3 separate regions of the Mus musculus genome follow, and all the other regions are linked to region 1. Evidence: chromatin contacts called from public promoter capture Hi-C data. All regions are on one chromosome and are shown on one strand. The core of a region is the stretch at or near the end of the contact, and the rest is flanking DNA. Distances in the headings are between cores, read along the strand shown.

Region 1 (2,912 bases), core at 254-2,753:
GAAAGTGTCAGGCAATAAATTCACATTTAACACTGAAGTATAGTTAAGTGAAGGGCTAGAGGTAAGTGACATAAAATCACATAGCATGCAAAGAACCCCTGATACACACTGTATTTACTTACAGGATCAACAAAGTCCATGTTGAGTCCATAACAGAGTTTCTGGATTCGTGATGTAATTTTGTCAAACATAACTCGCTCTTGGCGGCCATCTAAATAATCAAATCACAGTTAGCATTAGCAGTTATTAAGCGGGCAATACCAAAGAATCAAGTATATTCAGCTTTTAAAACTGTTTAAAACAATTAAGAGATTGTCTTTGGGGTCTGCAGAGACTGCTCAGTGGTTAATCATGTCTACTCGGATTAAGTCTTTGTCTATTTGGGTTAAAAGTCTTTGTCTATCGACCTATGATAGAGGAGGCAGCCCTCTGTGAGTTTGAGGCTAGACTGATCTACACAGAGTAAGTTCCAGGCCAGTCAGAGAAACCCTGTCCCAAGAACAAACAATGTAAAAAAAAAAAAAAAAAAAAAAACCTCCCCACAAAAATGCAGAGGCAGGAGAGATGATACTACACTCCCACCTCAGAAGAGACCAGAAAAATGACAGATGTTCAAAAAATGTGGTGTCCTGCCTTTTCTTTTTTTCCTTATTTCCTCCTACACCAGATCATCGACTCCGCGGTTCTTTTGTCTGTTATTTTGTTTAAGAAATGAGGAAAGACAGGCACAGGGCTATTATGAGCTATGGGTTTCAATTCTAACCTCACCAACTACTAGCTGGGGTGGAATGGGGGTGTTGGGGTGCTTTTTCGTGTCTTTGCAACCTCTTCTAAAAAAATGGAGCCAAAAGCAGCTACCTCTGAGGATGGCGGCAAGGAATAACAGTGCTCGGGAACAATCTCAGACAGGGTTGGAGGGAGTCTGGAAGGGAGCACAAAGTCAAAGTCAAAGGGAACACACAAAGGTCAAGAGAATGGGGACAGACTGAGCAGACACAGGCCCAGCTGACAGACAGGGCGGGAAGCGCGGCGGGAAGCGCGGGAAGCGGCGAGGCGCCGCGGGTCGGGCGGGTCGGGCGGGCCGGCGATAGTGACCGCTGGGCTCTCCGCAGCCGGGTCCCCTCTCCTCCTCCCCATCCCCACGGACCCCTCACCTCGCTTGATCACATGCATCGCCGCTAGAAGCTGAAGTGCTGAGAGGTTCGAGACCAGTTAGCAGCTCCGAGGCGAAGAAGGGACAGAGACGACTGTCAGATGTGAAGGGTTGGACTCCGAGAGGCTGCTCGGACGGAGGGATGGAAGCTGCGCGATAGACAGCACTTTCCTCACCAGAGCAGACTAACCGAATTACGAACTCCTTCCCGCTCCCGCCACCCGTGACGTGCAGAGCAACGCGACGGACGGAATTCGAATGACGTTCTTGACGTTTCAACGCCGGGAGTTGAATGGGCGGAAACTGAGCAGTAGACAGACAGCACACGAGTCCCTTGGCCGCCATATTGAGTGTGGGCAAAGCCCGGGAGACTGCGCTCCTTTCCACCACATTGGGTGAAAGCGGACCTGGCGGGAACGAGTTCTCCTGCCGCCATATTGGGTGTGGGCAAGCAAATCTCCCGAGTATTTTTATTTCATAACAAAAAAGTAACCAACCAGATATCCAGAACACCTTTTTCCTTTTTCCTTCTTCCTCCTCCCTTCCCCCTTCCCTACCCCTCTGACTTTTTTTTTTTTTTTTTTGCTATTTTACATTATGGACATTATGGAAACACCAAGATTTTGTTCTGGTTTGCACTAAAGCCTACAACCCGCAAATAAGAAGCAGATAGGAAGCCCGGGGCTCGTAGGTCTACACTCCTCAGTTAAAGAGTGGGGCTAGACCAAAGGTGTTTGAATTTCAGCCTTACAGAAATAGGGGTACTGTGAAACTCTTATGAAGGCCCACAGTCCATTTGCTTTTACAGTTTTGTGGATGGTAGTAGAGATAGGATCAGCAATAAGATAGTCGTCGCCACATTAATACGTGAAAACAGCCAGACATTATGCAGAGACCAAGACATCTGCGAATACTCAGTCCTAAGGGACTTCTCCATCAAATCCCTCCCCAAATGACTCAGGGGGCCCCATAGAAAAGGAGGAAGAAAGAGTGTAAGAACCTAGGGGGATGGAGGACACCGAAGAATCAAGGCCCTCTATGCTCTTATAAACTCTTGAGACTAAGGCAGCATGCCCAGGGCCTGCCTGCCTTCCAGTTTACTAGTGTTTTTTATGGGATTTTATAGTGTTCGCCTGAGTGTGCGAACAAGTGTATCTCTGATTCTTGTTCCTTCTCATGCATTCTGTCCTTCTGTTGGTTCTGTTCAACACTGATGTGCTAGTTTTCTTTCTTTTTTTTTTTTTCTTTTTTCTTTTCTTCCCTTGGAAGCCTGTTTGTTTTCTAACGAGAGACAAAACGGGGCAGGACCCAGATGGGGAGGAACTGGAAGGAGAGAAGGGAAAACATAATCAGGATATGTTATGTGAGGCGAAAAAAAAAATCCATTTTCAATAAAATGGGGGGAAAGGCTAGGTGAAAAAAAGAAAGAATAGTTAAAGTCGTACTTTAAACCTATTCAAGACAAGTATAAAAACTAATTTCGGTCATAAAACTGATCTTCATAAAATAATGTATGTGGCATTCTTTCGCTAAAACCTATCATTTGCTTCTTACACCCTCCAGAAGGGGTCCATCTCCACCCACAACTGACACATCATAGGAAATCCTACATGAAGCTAGAGGACCAGGGCTATCCAGGGGGAAAATATGATATGGAAACACAATTGATATTCAGATGTTAGGGGAATATAATATCATTTGCTAGAAATGGAGCTGGAGATCATCATAATAAGCCAAGCTTATAGAGACAAATATTGCA
Region 2 (2,912 bases), core at 157-2,656, 7.3 Mb before region 1:
GGTCCTGGGAGAGATGACTGATTCTTCCCAAGTCCAGATCACACCAACTTACCCCACACTGACTTGAAGTATAGTCCATGAATTCAGCCATTGCTCCGAAGGAAGAGCTAAGGGTTGGGCACCTTTCTTCTCTCTGTTGTAATAAATGGCAAGTCATAGGTGAGACCTACAAATCCCCTACTGGAGAAGGACATCATTTGAGAAATAGCCCTTTTTCACTTTTAGGAAAGCTTCTGCAAGCTGAAACTGGTAAGAAGGATCTTGCTGAGAAAAAAAAAAAAAAATCCAACTCTGTAAACTAGATGTGCAATTTATCCAGGAACTAAAATAACTGGTTGGCTGGCTTTACTCACTATTGAGTAATGGGAAAGAACTGTTATTGTTGTTTATGATTTTTTGAGACAAGATCACATGTACACTAGGAAGACTTTGTACTTGATCCTTAGCCCCGACCTCCCAAGTTCTGGCACCACACTAAGAATTGTATTTATTTACTTTAGACAGGGTTTCACTAGGTAACACACGATGGCTTGAAACTTGCTATGTAGAACAGGCTAATCTCGAACTCAAGAGATCTGTCTGCTTCTGCCTCCTGGATGCTGAGATTAATGGTGTGCACCACCACACCCGGTAAGAAATTTTATGTTATAAGTAAGCAGAATACTACTATTCTTTTGTTATTCAAAAAGAATTGGGTCACACCGTGCTTGTACACAACCTCTTTAATACTAGTACCTAAATCGTAGGCAAGAGTTCAAGGCCAGCCTGGGCTATACGAGACCGTGTCAAAAGCAGTTTCCAAACAACGTTTCCACTTTTGCTCCAATGCGTTACATCTTCTGGACATGGGAGGCTTCCTCCCGCCCAGTGGCGGCGGAGAATGACTAGACAGTCCCCCAGCTCCCGGCCTCACCTCTCCTAGGAGGCGCTGGGAACCAGGGACCGACCATCTTTCCTGGTAGGGGCCCTGGCGGTAAAGGACCCCCACGTTGCCTCTGGATCGCTCTGGAGAATGCCAGTCCACTGCCCTCCTCTTGGCGCGCTCCAATACTTCCCTCCCCAGCCGAGCAGAGCGCTGGAGCGAGCGCCGGTCCACTCCGTTCAGCGCCGCGGCCGCCAGACAGTATTCCATGTCTCCCTGGACACATACACAGACAAGTCAACTAGGCCCGGATCCGGGCGGCAACTTCCCCGCGACCCCAACTCCCCCTTCGCCTGCATCGCGCAATCCAAGTGGGGAGGAACTAGCAGGCAGGACCCCTGCCCCTTGCACTTCCGCCTCTCAGACCCTGGGTACAGCCCCTCACCCGGCCTGCTTCTCCGGGCGCACGCGCATAGCGCTCACACGGACACGCCTTCCGTGTTCCCGCGGCCCTTCTTTCGCGCCAGTTGCCAAGCTAACTGCTGCGCGCCGTGGGCGGGGCCTGGCGATGGGCGGAGCCGGTGTGGGCGGGGCCGGGTCGAGGGGCACGTGGGCCCAGCCTTAATCAGCTTCAGACGCGAAGCGGGCGCTTGTTGTCGTTCGAGGACTTTCTTGCCGCGACAGGTCAGTGTGGATCCCGTGACTCGTTGCGCTAAAAACATTTGTGAGAGTAGGTGCATGCGGACCGTATTCAGGGGTCTCGCCACTCCAGAACCACTTTTGTGTGAGGAGGTGATGAGGCTAGCGGACCAACGCGACTGAGGAGGTAGTGCTGGGGAAAGGGCATTCTGTCAGAAGAACTCTCAAGGCTGGGGATGGAGGCCAGACGGAGGTCTTGGAACTGTGGGTGAGGGGACTGGTAAGACTCCAGGGGATGGCAGGTATTTCTTGGCAGGTTGGTAGAGGATGTAGTGGAGTGGTGAGTGGGGAATCCCGTCATTCCCTTCCTGCAGCTTCCTCATTCCTCCCTTGGAAGAACAGATTCACACAATTTTGTTGGAGGTTTATTTGTTTGTTTGTTTTTGACAGTCTCACTGTGCAAACCCTCACTATGTAGACCAGGCTGGCTTTCAGTCTCTTTGGTCCTGGGATCTGGACCTACCATTCAAGCATCAATCGTATCACTTTTTAAAGTAAGAAATGGATCAGATACCTTTCAGAACACCATGGGGCTATGGTGAAAGCCCTGGGTCTCAGCGGGAGTGACACCCCCTGGTGAGCAGCAGGGCGTGAATGGGGAGAAAGTTCCACTTTAAGGAACATTGCTCAGTGCGGGGTGGGTCCCTCACAGGACACAAAGGAATTCTCAGTCCTTAAGTAGTGTGAATAGAGAAACATTTGCCCACAAACCTAGCTACCTGAGATTCCTTGAAATCCATGCCAGAAGCCAGGATCTGTAGTGTGCATCTGTCAGCCCTACCCTGCAACAGTGACATAAGAGGTGAGGACAGGAAATTGGCTAGAACTCCTGGACTAGACACCTTGAATTATATAGTCTAGCAGTAGCAACAAGCAAGACCCTGCCTTACACATGGCAGAAGGTGAGAACGGACTCCCAAAAGTTGTCCTCAGACCTCCATACACTTTCTTTGGCACACATGTACTACATTCACACACATAAAAAATGAGTAAAAAGTAGTCTAGTTCTTATTGATGAATGATTCTCACTTCAACTTCAGGATCTAGGTAGCCTCTATTCTGATTGACATCCCCATAAATTTGCCTTTTTCTGGCGATTCATACAAATAAAATCATATGGTATGTGGCCCTTTGGACCGGTCTCTTTCATTTAGATTACTTTGAGGCTTGTCTGAGTTATAGTATATAGTACATTGTCATCCCTTTTTATGGATAAATAATATTCCATTATATGAATATACTGTATTTTGTTTATTCATCACTTGGAACTATTTCCATCCTGGAGGCCTATTCTGATAATGCATTCTAAGACTAAATATTTTCATTTCTCTTGAGCAGAAACTTTGAAGTA
Region 3 (2,912 bases), core at 225-2,724, 5.5 Mb after region 1:
TCTTTGACTCTTCTTTTGTTCATCACACAAATCAAGGTACAAAGAGTACAGCAAACAGTTTTGATAACTTTTGATTGGGATCATGGAACAAGTAATAAACCCAAAGAAATGCAAGGAAGAACAGCTTGGTCATAGTGCCAGATATCAGGAATATGGGTAAGACCTATTAGTTTATTTCAGTAATTCAAGAGGAAACAGCCAAGCACCAGTCTTACTCTTTCTGTGCTTTTAGGAATTTATTCAAAGCTGTCACAAATAACAGCATCTAACACTGACTGAGAGGCCTCTGTTCTAAATAGCCTGTCTTCATTAACCCGTTTAATTTTCAGAACTCTCCAAAATATAGACTATTATCTCCATTTTCATAAGAGAAACTGGGGCCTGAGGCACTGTCGTGACATGCCTATAAGTAACAAGCTACATAGTAGGGCAAGCGAATTAAGCCAAGGCAACTGCAGCCCTTAGCTTGTCAAACTACAACATTCTGCTCTTTCTCCTAGTTTAAATACATGGAAATCTCAGGAGCCTGAGTGACTGAAATTGAAAAGGTATGGATTCTCCTGTGTCCAACTTGTGTACAATGAGCCGCAGTGAGCAACTGAGGATAGCTATGAATGCAGCCCAACACGGACTCGTAAACTTTGAGACTTTTTAACTGGAGGGTAGAGGCGGTAACTCAAGTATGAACTTGGTAGGTGGAGACCTCATGTTGCAATGTCAAAAGGCTGGACACACCTGGAACCACTATTTCCTGCCAGCCAGGTGAACAGGAAAAAAGGAAAGACAGAATTTCTGTTCTCAAGGAACTAGGGCAAAGCATCCCAAGTTATTACTATAAAACTAAATAAATAAATAAATAAATAAGGGAGTGTTCATTTCAACTTTTCCGCATGATTAAAGTGTTTACAAGAAACCCCTAGGTGTCATGAAAACTCAGCTGCTGCACTTGTGATCGTCAGAACGATTTGCAAAAATAACAGTGCGGTCCCAGAAGTGTAGACTCTGGAGACAGCTCAAGTCAAGCAAGCTCAGGCAGCAGTCTTTCCACACACCCACCTGCACCGTTACGCACTCCCCTCTCGCGTCCTGGACCCTGAGGGCGTCCCGCACGCGCATTTTGGCAGACGCGCGGGGCCTGGGGCAGGAAACGGAGGAACAGAGGCGCAGCGCGCCGAGCAGGCGCCGGGCCCCGAGCATGGCGAGACCGGACAGGGTTCCACGGGATGCCGGGCTACGTCCCGGCTCACAGTCCCCGAGAGCAGCCTTTTTCAGCCGCGCAGTCCTGCCGTCATGCGCTCCTGTCGCTCTTCCCTCCGCGCCCCGAGCAGTTCCCACGGGACCCCACCTCCGCGTCCCGCTCCCGAAAGCACAGAAGGTTCGACTACACGGAACACAGCGGTCAGTGTCACACCGTACATGGGACCGGAGTGCAGACCCAGACTTAAAGCACGTTGCAACTGAGCTACGTCACCCCGTGCTCGCTCTTCCGTCATCACGCTGGGTGGAGTCTGAGCATGCGTGATTGTGTCCGGGAGCTCGTGAGGCGCCGCACCGGTAGGGGCGGTGCAGGAGCTGAGGTGGGCGGGGCTAAGGCGCAAGGGCTGTCTCAGGTTTCTCAGAAATAGCTACTGTTGGGTCATCTCTAGGGAGACTGAGGAATACTTGTGGGCAGTATTGACAGATGCAGAAGGCAAGTGTCTGTGCAGAGTCTTAGGGGTGGAGAGGAGTTCTGAGCTCTGGGAAGTCAGTCTCCAGACGTAGTACCTGCTGAAGTCACTGTTGGGTGGTAGCCAAACAATTCGTTGCTTAAAAAGGAGCTTTGCCTGCCAGAATGGGCAAATCTTTTCTCTTACTTGCATTTGTTTGAAAAGAAAAAAATGGCCTTTGCATATATTCAGCTACATTTTAAGTTTACACAAAAATATTTTTTCGTAACTCAGTGAGACACATGATAATGCTTTTATCTAGTTAAACAAGAAAAGGTCAAAATAAGGACTAATTAAGTTGCCACGATGAGACACCATACATAGTCCTGTTCATCAAGGAGCTTATGATGAAAAGATGTTGGTTGGGGAACAGAGACAGAGAGGGAGAGATAGAGACACAGAGACAGACAAAGAGACAGTGAGACAGAAACCGAGAGAAACCATCACATTATACCCAGCAAGAGCACACATAGATATGTGTGTGGTAAGTGGAGTGGCGACCCAGAGAAAGAGATAATTAGGCTGAGTTTGAGGAAGGTTAGAATTTTTCCAGATGAGAATGTCAGAAATTTTCCTGTAAGAGGAGGACAGGAAAATCTGCTGGGAAGGAAAATGGCCTGAAAGAATTGTAAAACTCTTCTCTGGACAGACTTGAAAATATCTCCAATAAAAATACTTTGGGGCACTTCTGGAACCTTGAGAAAGGAAAAATCAAAAACTTGTAGCCTTCCAAATATGTAGAGATAGCTTATATCTTAAAGTATAAAAGTATATTCGATACCCCCCCCAAAAAAAAAAGTGAAACCAGCAACCAGCAAGCTCAATTTCTCTTCAGGTTAATTCTTCTGTCTCATCTTTCTTCCTCCTCTTTGCTCTGCTAAGTCTCAGGGAGACTATCTTCCTCTACTTAAGGCAAAGGGTTAATTAGGAAACTAAGCAGAGAACCATTGTTCAGTAACTCAAGGGAAAGGGACCCCAGTGGGTAAAATGGGAAATTAGCAGTGGGTAATCTAAAGTGTGTAGTGAAAGCTGATCACTGCCTGCAAGCTTTGTGCTCAGACCCAACTGCTCCCGTTTATCCTTTACTGTGTTAAATTCTATCTTCTGATTTGCTTTCAGTGTTTGGATCCACACGTCTGCCTTTAGATTCATCGCCTTCCCGATAGCAGCAGGAATGACATTTCTAACGTGAATGTTGTACCGTGC

Evidence for each region. Promoter capture Hi-C pulls out the DNA fragments that hold promoters and counts their contacts.
Region 2: a promoter capture Hi-C map of pre-B cells shows a contact between it and region 1, with 6 times the contacts expected there. The contact joins the promoter of Akip1 here to the promoter of Rrm1 in region 1. A contact is called at or near these places in 4 of 39 promoter capture datasets (cranial neural crest, liver, maxillary cranial neural crest and 1 more).
Region 3: a promoter capture Hi-C map of liver shows a contact between it and region 1, with 3 times the contacts expected there. The contact joins the promoter of Nars2 here to the promoter of Rrm1 in region 1. A contact is called at or near these places in 3 of 39 promoter capture datasets (hippocampal neurons and liver).

Annotation. Positions count from the first base shown.
Region 1 is chr7:102,440,286-102,443,197 of GRCm38.p6, reverse strand. It overlaps Rrm1 (ribonucleotide reductase M1), which reads right to left and starts at 1,503. Exons shown (of 19, transcript NM_009103.3): 1 at 1,155-1,503; 2 at 123-211. The coding sequence starts at 1,173.
Region 2 is chr7:109,702,172-109,705,083 of GRCm38.p6, reverse strand. It overlaps Akip1 (A kinase (PRKA) interacting protein 1), which reads right to left and starts at 1,406. Exons shown (of 6, transcript NM_020616.2): 1 at 1,308-1,406; 2 at 914-1,138; 3 at 53-133. The coding sequence starts at 1,132. It also overlaps a transcript of Denn2b not described here.
Region 3 is chr7:96,950,089-96,953,000 of GRCm38.p6, reverse strand. It overlaps Nars2 (asparaginyl-tRNA synthetase 2 (mitochondrial)(putative)), which reads right to left and starts at 1,474. Exons shown (of 14, transcript NM_153591.4): 1 at 1,057-1,474. The coding sequence starts at 1,197.